Regions from separate parts of the Anas platyrhynchos genome. Here region 1 is linked to region 2. The links are chromatin contacts, called in public Hi-C maps. All regions are on one chromosome and are shown on one strand. The core of a region is the stretch at or near the end of the contact, and the rest is flanking DNA. Distances in the headings are between cores, read along the strand shown.

Region 1 (4,895 bases), core at 735-3,234, 220 kb after region 2:
TAGAGACGTGAGCGCTGCCTGCAATGTGCACGGTGAGGCTTTGCAGGGCAAGCTGCAGAGCTGTCATTACAACATCCTGAAGACTGCATAACACAAATGTTACGCATCTTCTCTTTGGTGGTTCTTTATGATTGATCCTTTGTTTGGCAGTAACTAAAAACATTGCTCGGAGTTTGGACCCCTTTACTAGGCATTTCTGGACACATATAATTAAGGAGTTCACCTTTGAAATGCTTCAGGTCCCAGCTGGTCTCTCCAAAGTAAGGCTCTATGCCCCAAAGGAGCACAGAGCCCCTATTCAGAGAAGTGTAGGAGAAGGGTATACATTAATACCCCATGCTAAAACCCCTTCAATAGCAAACTACAAAGCATGAGGGAAACTGTAAAACACTGAGCAGGCACTGGAATGCTCTCTGAGATCTGAGGGATTGTGTAAATCTTCTTCAGAAATATTATTCTGCAGAGAGACCCATATGTGTGACTATCACGAGTGGGATGCTTCCAGTATTCAGTCTTACAAAATGGTTTTGAATGTTTCGTATGTGACACTGAATATTGTTTGCATTCTCTTGCTGCAAAATTAAGGGAGATGGTCCTTGCCCACTGACACACACCACTGCTATTACCCATTTATTTCCTAAGGTTCAGTTCATCTATGTGCTGCTTAGAGCCTATTAGCCACTTTCTCTCAATATTGTTATAATTATCATTTAGAAAACTTATGCAAGGGAGACACCCATGAAAGCTTCTACCCTCTAGAGCTCAGATGCCTAAAGCCACATATGGTAGGATGCAAAATGTGGTCATGCCTCTCTCTGGAGTGCAAGAAAGTAAAAGTTTGAGAGTAAGGAAATCACCAGGTGGGTAAGGAAGGGCCTGAGATGAACAGGCAGGATCTGAGGGCAACATCTGTGAAGAAAAGGCATCAGCAAGGGTTATAGGGAGAAATGCTGAGAATGTCAGGCCAAAGGGAGAACCATGCTGGAGGTGAGCCTTGGGGTGGGTCTGCTGGTCAGGTGTGACAGAGCTCACAATGCACGGGGAGATGTTTACAGCACAAACAGCTGTGGGAAACTCCACTGAGTCATTAAATCCCAGTCAAGCCCTGAGAAAATGCTGGAAAATCACTCCTTGGTCACCAAAGGCTATTTCCTCCATTTCTGGCAGGAGAGCTCCCTGGAGGGCATTCAGACAAGCGTTCTGATGTGGAAAGTTAAGGAACACTTTGTACAATCTGGCATACCTGGACATTGCCAAGGGTATAACATAATTGTTGCCCTGAATGAGAATCAGAGCATGTGAGGTATTTTCTCTGAGGCACCTTGAAAGCCACTGAAGTCAATCAAAGCTGAGCTGAGCACAGTGATGTTCAGAAGCTCGAGGCAAGAACATATCAGGAAAGAGCTAGTGAAGTCTGCCCACCACAGCATGCCCTAGAAGGAGATACCAGCCCAGGCTTTTATGAGCTAGAAAACAAAGGCACAGCTTCCAGGGAGGTGGGTTTTGGTGGCCTCAAAACTGTGGGCATTTCTTGGCAGCAGTAAGAAAGATGCCAAACTCAGCAGCAAAAGAGTACTGAGATGACAGTAGTAGATCAGGCACAACTGCCTAAAATAATAATAATAACAACAACAATAATAAAACCACGCACACAAAACCCAAGCCACTACACAGTGCAATGTCTGAGGAGCAGCAGGACACAGAGCTGGAGAAGTAGCTACAGGTTCAGGGCTACACTGGAGACAAACCCAAAACCAAATGGAGGGTCCCACTGGCAGTCAGTCAGCGGATCTGAACATATAAAGATAGGCAGATTTACAGATTGTCCCTGCCATCTCCCACCCTGGTGCAGGAGAGGTAGGAGAAATGCATAACAAAGCTATGGCAGAGCTAGGTGGGAAAACGAAAGCAGAATGAGCCCACTGTGACCATGCAGCATGGCAGAGGCTTGTGGGGCTGGGACTGGGGACCAGTGGCATGCAGCGGGTGAAGGACAGGCCCTGTCTGGTCCCAGAGAAGACACAACAGAAGAATGCTGATATAAGAGAGATGTAACAACCTGGCAGAAAAAGGAAGGTTGCGGGAGGGAGGAGACATCAGGAAATCAGCCTGTTTGCAGAAGACTAGCAGGTCAGCTGTGCTGGCAGTATCTTCATAAATATTTCTCTTAATGCTGAAGCAGTTTAGTTTTATAAGCATGGGATCCTCTCATGTGGTTACTGAGTATGAATCAAAGACGGTTGTGGCTCAGCACTGCCCTATGTTTTATTATGCTTTTTCAAACATACTGGGGTTACACAGCCCTACGAGCACAGCAGGGGCTGCAGGCAGACACCTTGTCTCTTCTGACCCCCTGGCGAAGGGGACCAAGTGTAGGCAGCCCTGGGACCCAGAAATCTGTCCGGAAAAGGGGATGTGAGGAGGGGTATTAGGAGCAGAGAAGCCATCCTCCCAGGAAGGCAGGCAGAGGAAACAGCTGCAGCAGCTCAGGCTCAGTACAGGGCACTGCTGCTGTCCTGTCCCCGTCCCCCTGCCTGCCCACCTGGTCCCCTGCAGAGGTACAGGGCCCTTTCTCACACCAGTCATCTTCCCACTTCTCCTCACGTTCCTGAACCCCAGGAGCATCACTGCAAAGTGGGCAGGCAGAGCATCCTCCATGGGCTGCAGGGACAAAGCCTGAGTGAGGAGTGTCGGCTCTGGGTCAAGCAGAAAAGAAAGACATCTGCTCTGTCTGAAATAGAAGGAAAAATAACAAAAGCTGACCATTCATTTTTACTTATGTATCTGGCTGGTTTCACTTTCTAGTTTTCCTGCCACAATTTTTGAGCTACAACTAATGGGAATTTTCCAATCCAAACAAAACAAGCAAACCAAACAAAACAGCCCTGCGGGATTACTGCGACAGGCGAGGGAGGAGAGGCAGCCTTGTGAAAAGGAAAGAGCAAGTCTGCAAGTGCAGCGCTCTTATCTGCTGTCCTGTGAGATGGTTTTAAAATAGATGTGACTTTTTTTTTCTTCTTCTTCTTTCTTTTTGGGGTGACCAACAGGATAAAAATTAGACTTAGGGAGAGGCTATGTCTAAGCATATTGCTCAGCCCGGGTTGATAACGTGCACTGAACAACCCTGGTCGCCCTGCTGCAATGTACCAGAGGAGGTTGAGGCCAAGGAGACACTATGGCCCCTAGGGTGGGACAGGCTCCTCTTTGCACCAGGACAGCTGTGCCCCAAGCTGTAGGGTGTGCTCAGACACAACGGGGAAGAAGGATGGGCCAGGCAGGGCTGGATTGCCCTGGCAGATGCTGTCCCACCCCTCTGGAGGCCATGCACAAACACCTTTCTGGGCCCAGCCACGCGGGTGGAACAGGCTGCGGCCCCCAGCGCACGCTTGTCATCGCCCCTCTGCCGGATGTTATCGCAGCCCCGGACCTGCAGCGGGGCCGTGAGTGCTCCCTAACCTCTGTCAGTCACAAGGAGACAGAGAACATAAACAGTTTAAACAGGGGGTTGGTGCTAGCTCGGCCCAGGGGCTGGGGCAGCCGCCTTGCAGTGGAGAACCCGCCTTGCCCTGCCCTCAGAGAGGCCATGCCGGCAGACCCCTTGGCGAGCACCACATCTGTGGGTCCCGTGAAGCGGCCACGGTGCCCTGGCCTTCCCCACCGTGGTGGTGGAGGCAAGGGGAAGGCTTCTCTGGAGGCCTCCAGGCCACACGACCTCCGCTGTGAAACCCCAGCCGAGTCCGCATGTGGTGGGACTCCATCGGGCATCATCCCTCCTGTTTCACCCACCCTGTGTGTTCATTACTAACACATTTGGGAGAAACAGTGTTAGGTGAGGTTCAGTAAAGGGCTCTGGGTGATTTCAGATTGCTTTTTCTGTGTTACAGGAAAGCAATTTGCTTTCCGAAAAATGCACGTGCAAAAAAATGTGTAAGCGTCACACTTTTTTTTTTTCTTTTTTTTTTTCTTTCCTTTTTTTTTTTTTTTTTTTCTTCTTCTTCATCGTCTGTTGTTATTTATAGACCCTAGAGATGGAAAAGACCCATTAGGTCATCCTGCATTCCCTGCCAGCGAGTGTTGTTCTCCAGCAAACATTTATTACAGCCTTGTTTAGACTAGTTTCACATGCTCCAAACAACGAGGTTTCTGCCACTTCCCAAGGGAGAGCGGTCAGCAAGCTAATACCACTTGCTCTCAAGGAAATTTCTCCTGGTTTTCTTCTCCTGTGCCAGCTGCCTGTGCCAGCTGCCAGCATTGGCCCCAAACCAGCTCCATGCACCCCCAGGCTACCTGGCTGCGCATCCTCCTCCCCACACCAGCTTCCCTCTTCTGATGCTCACCACTCTGAACAATTCTCCCATTTGACCACAGCTTTCTGTTAATCCCTTGCCCAGAGTACAAAAGCGATATTGCAGGTGTGATCATACAAGGAAGGAATTACTTCCTCTGTTCCTCTATGCTGCCTCTTTAAACGCAAACCGAAGTTGCAAAGGGAGTTTTGCCGTCATAGCACACAATAGATTTGCATCTCATTTACTGCCAGCTATCTCCACAAAGTGTCTCTTGATGTTCCTGTTTTCTGTACTTCTACAGCCTACTGAATGTGCTTCAGATTACTTCTGCCTCCGTATTGTTACTTGGGTTTTTCCAATTTTCTGTAGTTTATAACTTTTGAATTTAAAAATAAAAATCTAGCTGCCTTTAATTTTTTTCTTTCTGTGACAAACAGTGAACTGAGAAGCAAATGAGTCTTACATAGATAAAACAAGAGGTATGACTCTATAAATATGATTGCAACCCTGGAAGAGTAGCTTCCTCTTTGTCATATTTGGGATTTGCCAAAAGTAGACAAATAAGACAGATTCTATTAAAAAAGTAATCTTGACTGTCGAATTATA
Region 2 (4,929 bases), core at 1,597-4,096:
CACTTCACATACTGACTCACTGCGTGACCTCGGGGCAAATCGCTTAGGCTGGAATTTCCAAGGGGGCCTCGATGCACAGCTCCCAGGGGAAGCCAGGCAGGGCTGGGTGCCTGGCTCCTTCACAGCTCTTGGCAAGTCTCATGTCCCAACCGTTCTGCATCTCAGTGTACCCATGTTAGTACAAGGACAGGGTTTATAAAGCTATCTGGATCCTCAGGCAGAAGTATTTATTAAGGAAATTGTTAATTGTGTTAACACGTGCTATTTGGCAGGTACAAGCAGATGAACAAATGTTCTCCCTTGCTTCTTGAGAAATGCACTGCATTTTTTTTTCTCTTCCATTAAGAAGAGAAACTAAAAAGACTCAGGGGGTTTCCATTTTCTTGTTAAACCTATGTTTCCAAATTGAATTTGCCTACAAAGCAGCAGCCACAGGGCATCCCTGGTGGCATCAGTTCTTGGTGTTGTGGTAGGTCATCCCTATGGGCCTGAGGAGGCACAGCTTCTTCTCTACCCCATCACTTAATTCAGTCTAGGATCTCAGCCCTGGGGGTGTTCAAGGAAAGCTTGGACATGGTGCTTAGGGACATGGTTTAGTGGGTGACATTGGTAGTAGGGTGATGGTTGGACCAGATGATCTTGATGGTCTTTTCCAACCTGTGAGATTCTATCATTCTTCTCCACCCCATTGAAACATGCCCCAAAATGTACCCAGGCCCTCCACGCTTCTGCCTCTAACCCATGGAAACACCAACCTTATACCCACATGGTTCACCCAGACTCCTCAGTCTGCACCTTTCTATCACCTCCCACCTTGTGCTCTCTTCTTTTATCACCTCGCCTTACTTTTATGTTCTATCAGGAGATGCAGGTGTTGGCATTGGCAGAGCTTTCACTGCAGCTGCTGAAGCAATAAGGTATTGCTGATCTGCTGCTGGATGCACAAAGACCAGAGTGTGAATACACTCACGCCAGAACTTACAAAATTATCTCCACCTACTCTGCTGGAAGCTGTCTGCAGAGCTCGCTTCAAAGTGGCTTGCACATCACCAGGGAGCCATGATGTGCAGAGATCCCTGCTAAGCCACTGGGTCTGAGTGATCGCACTGTTGCAGAACAGATTTTTTTATTTTTTTTTTCTCTTAAAATGTGAACAAAATGTCATGTTATGGGACCAACCACTGTTCTGGTTTGAAGAGAGCAAAGGAGAAAAGGTAACTCTTCAGATCAAAGTGAAACCCTGTGCTTTAAAATTTCTGCTCAAAAGGAAGCACTGGGTTTGAGATGGCCACTTTTTGATATTGTTGGTATCTCTAAATTTCTACTGAAAAATGTGAAAATGTTCTCAAGAATGGCCACTCTCTGACCACTGTGATTGCTATGAAAACCTTAACTTAAATGGCCATCTTTGGGTGAAAATGTAAGATGGGCTCACATGATTCTGCACTGAGATTGTGTCTTTTTTAATTTGGAAAATACTTTAAAATAAATAAATAAATAGAAAATAGCAGAGGCCCAAATCTTCTGTGAAATTGGTGCAGTTACAACAATTTACAGCAGCACAAGGTGAAATAGTCAAGCTGGGCTCTTGTCTACTTATGGCATCTGGTGCTGCATTAGATTCCTGTGGTGTCTCTCATAGTCTCCAGCTGTGATTCTGGAAGGACAAGGGTCTGATTTAAATCCTCTCCCATAGCTACCAGCCCCATAGAGGTGTGTGGATACTCAGGCAGGTTTAAGAGGCCACTGGACACCATGCCCTTGTCCACAGCCCGTCCCTCCCTTAGGGTACATTTGCTGTCTTGGAGTCTTGCCTGGCTAGAGGAACATGGATAGGTGTCGAGGTCTGCTCAGCAGCAGCTAGGAGATTGAGTGTTTGCATGCACCACATTGTTCAGCCTTTGAGAGAGGTGCAAAGGGAAAGGAAAGGAAAACATTAAGGTGAACAGCAAAACAAAAGAAAACAAGGAAGCTTGGCTCAGCACTGAATGCCCTTTGAACAAAGCCAGGCAGGAGTGCAGGGGAGGGGGAGCAGTAGGGAGGGGGAATTTGGCACTGAAATAACTTTTAGCTCACATACAGTGAATTTCCTTTTATCACTAGTAGCCTGGGTCATGGAGACTCAGAGGAAACTCTCCCATTCCAAATGTTTGATACTGCATATATTTGGCTGGCTGCTACTTCCAGATGTGAGTGAATCCAGTTTGTGTGTTTGTCTGATAACAGTTTGGCCTCAATCTTTGCTCTCCCTTAGAAGCACAGAGTACAACTCCACCACCTTTCTACTGCCCCAATTCCTGACCCAGACTCTGCTGAAGAGCCTTGGTGGCGCAGGTTTGAGCAGCTTAGAGGCTGCTGCCATTGGTGCCAACACTTGGTATTTCCAAGGGGCTGCTACTGCACCTGGATCACGGAGATGCCAGGATGACTTCAGACTCATTCATTAGAGTCTGAAGGCATCAGATCCTGTCTTTACAACCGATGGTGGCGGCAAGAAGCATCTCTGCCTCCCAACACTGCTCCATCGACTCTACTGTGGCCAGCTAGGTCTGCTCTAGTGCAAGCCTGCAATAAAACCACAGCACAAATTAGCCTTAGATCAAAGATGATCTGGCCCCGTCTCATTGGTGTTTTTTTTCTTTTCTTTCTTTTTCCTTTTTAAATTTCTGCTTTATCTGCTTAGGCTGCCTGGTGGCTTTACAAGGCTCGTGAACTCATGACCAAAGAGCAGGAGAAGCTCCCTCGCCCCCCTTGTTAGCGTGCTGTCTGTATCGCATGCAGACCAACAGCTCACTCCTTCGGCTTTGAAGAAGACTCGGCTCAACTCCTGTGAGGGAGGTGACCAGGCAGATAAATTATTAGCGCTGCAGCTGTAAGGCAAAGAAGTTGAGAGAACAGTTGTGAGTACAAAGAAAGAAGGGGGAGACCGGGTATACTCTCCAGATAAGATTAATCCAGAATTCTACAAATTCTACAAATCTCTTGATACAGTCAACTCAACTCCTTTGGTGGAGATATGATTGAGAGGGAAGCGTTCTTTCTACTGGAAAATATACATATTTATGTTTGCAGCTATTAGAGTTGCTTTTTTGCAAAGCACTGTGGGCTTCTACAGAAATTACTTTTGGTGTCTGCAAGTTAAAAAAATGTCGTAAGTTGTAACAGTCTTTGGAAAACAGCTTTAAGAGAGCATTGCTTTGACAGAGATAAAAACAGGCGCATTAGGAATGAAGAAACTTTATTACATTCAAGGTCTTGCAAACCTTTCAATACACGCAGGGAATGTGTTATGCTGTTGACAACTTTTACAAATGTTTTTTCCGAAAAATTTTATCTTGTATTTTACAGGCTTTTCAGTTTACATATTTGTTTAAATCTGTCATGTTTATTAGAACAAAAAAGAGGTTATGGCTGCTTTTTAATATTTGTGTTATACTTGCACGGACAGGATCTCAGCTGCCCAGCATAGCGGGTTCTCTCCATACGCTATTTTTGTCCGTTGGTGTATATTTATTTTATGTGTCTGTTTATATAGGCAAAATATAGGAAATCCATATGTCACCAGCATGCCTTATTTGTGCACATATAAACATATGTAGGATCAAATGTAACATCTCCTTTTCCTGATACATATGTACTCCCACACTCGGAAACAGACGTTTTCTCTCAATTCATTTCTGCCTCATTGCAGCCTTTCTTAAACAAAATCTGAACCGAAGTGGGTGGGACCTGCAGGTTCAGACCTGCCATGAAGGGTGAATATGAAACAGGGTTCTTGAGGCGGAGGTCGCAGTTGCCACTGAGATGCCTGCTATTTCCACACCATTGGTTCCCCTCCACCAAGGAATGGGCTGAAATGCCAATCTGTTCGGTGGTGCTGGGAAAGCAAGTGAGCATGATTTCTGATTTTTTAGGAGGAAGAGGAAGAAAGAGAAAAGGAAGAAGAAGGAGAAGGAGAAGGAGAAGGAGAAGGAGAAGGAGAAGGAGAAGGAGAAGGAGAAGGAGAAGGAGAAGGAGAAGGAGAAGGAGAAGGAGAAGGAGAAGGAGAAGGAGAAGGAGAAGGAGAAGGAGAAGGAGAAGGAGAAGGAGAAGGAGAAGAGGAGGAGGAGGAGGAGGAGGAGGAGGAGGAGGAGAAGGAGAAGAGGAGGAGGAGGAGGAAGAGGATGAAAAAGGCTTTCACCAGAAGGCCCGTGCTGTCTCCCCACGCGTGTCCGACCCCGCGGGAAGCAGACGCGGGCTCGGGTCCCCCCCGCCGTGCCCGGGCGGCCGCTAGGGGGGGACCGGGCTCAGGCTGTGCGGGGAGCGGCCCCGGGTGGGCGCCGGGCTGGGCAGGGACCCCCCGGCCGCCTCTCCCCCCAAGTGCCCCCGACAGCCGCTGGACGGACTCGACCTCCCCCCGCCGCGGGGAGGGGGCTGAAGCTGGGAGGCTGCTGGGAGGCTACTGGGAGGCTACTGGGAGGCTGCCGGGCCGAGGGTGGGAGCCCACCTCAGCCCCCCCCCCCCCCCCGCCCGGCTCGGCCGTGGGCGCGGCGGGGAGCTCCGGCCGTCGGGGGGCTGCAGCATCCCCCGCCGCACAGCCCCCCCGACGGCGACTTCCAGGCAGCTGGAAATGCCTGAGTGTTTCTTCCAGCTAAAATAAAATGCTAGCTTTTTTTTTTTTTCCTTTGCTTTTTTCTTTCAAGAAAAGTATTTTTATTGAGTCCTATTCCACGCTAGCGTTAAGACACTAACGGCACTGTAAAAAGAAGTCCCTATATATCACTCAGTCAAGTAGTCTAAACAACCGCATTGGAAGTTTTCCAGTGTTGCCCAGTCAATGACCACAGAACGTATTTGGAAAGCAATCATTAGCAGTGGCAGTCATGTAATCCTGCCTTTCTGCCCGGCTGTTCCTCAGGAGAGACGCACACATCCCGGTGGCTTTGCAAT

Evidence for each region. Hi-C and Micro-C count contacts between places; a contact is called where the count stands out from the background.
Region 1: a Hi-C map of small yellow follicle shows a contact between it and region 2, with 2.8 times the contacts expected there. The contact joins two enhancer-like sites. A contact is called at or near these places in 3 of 8 Hi-C or Micro-C datasets (liver, small yellow follicle and subcutaneous adipose tissue).

What each region holds. Positions count from the first base shown.
Region 1 is chr1:36,480,952-36,485,846 of IASCAAS_PekinDuck_T2T, forward strand. No RefSeq gene overlaps it. Among named protein-coding and RNA genes, the nearest start is that of LLPH, 21 kb to the right of the region's middle. Within about 2 kb of position 1,985, at least 3 of the 8 cell types and tissues checked have an H3K27ac peak or open chromatin away from gene starts, as enhancers often do. A contact at or near this core is called in small yellow follicle, where this site is marked.
Region 2 is chr1:36,258,400-36,263,328 of IASCAAS_PekinDuck_T2T, forward strand. No RefSeq gene overlaps it. Among named protein-coding and RNA genes, the nearest start is that of HMGA2, 63 kb to the right of the region's middle. Within about 2 kb of position 2,847, at least 3 of the 8 cell types and tissues checked have an H3K27ac peak or open chromatin away from gene starts, as enhancers often do. A contact at or near this core is called in small yellow follicle, where this site is marked.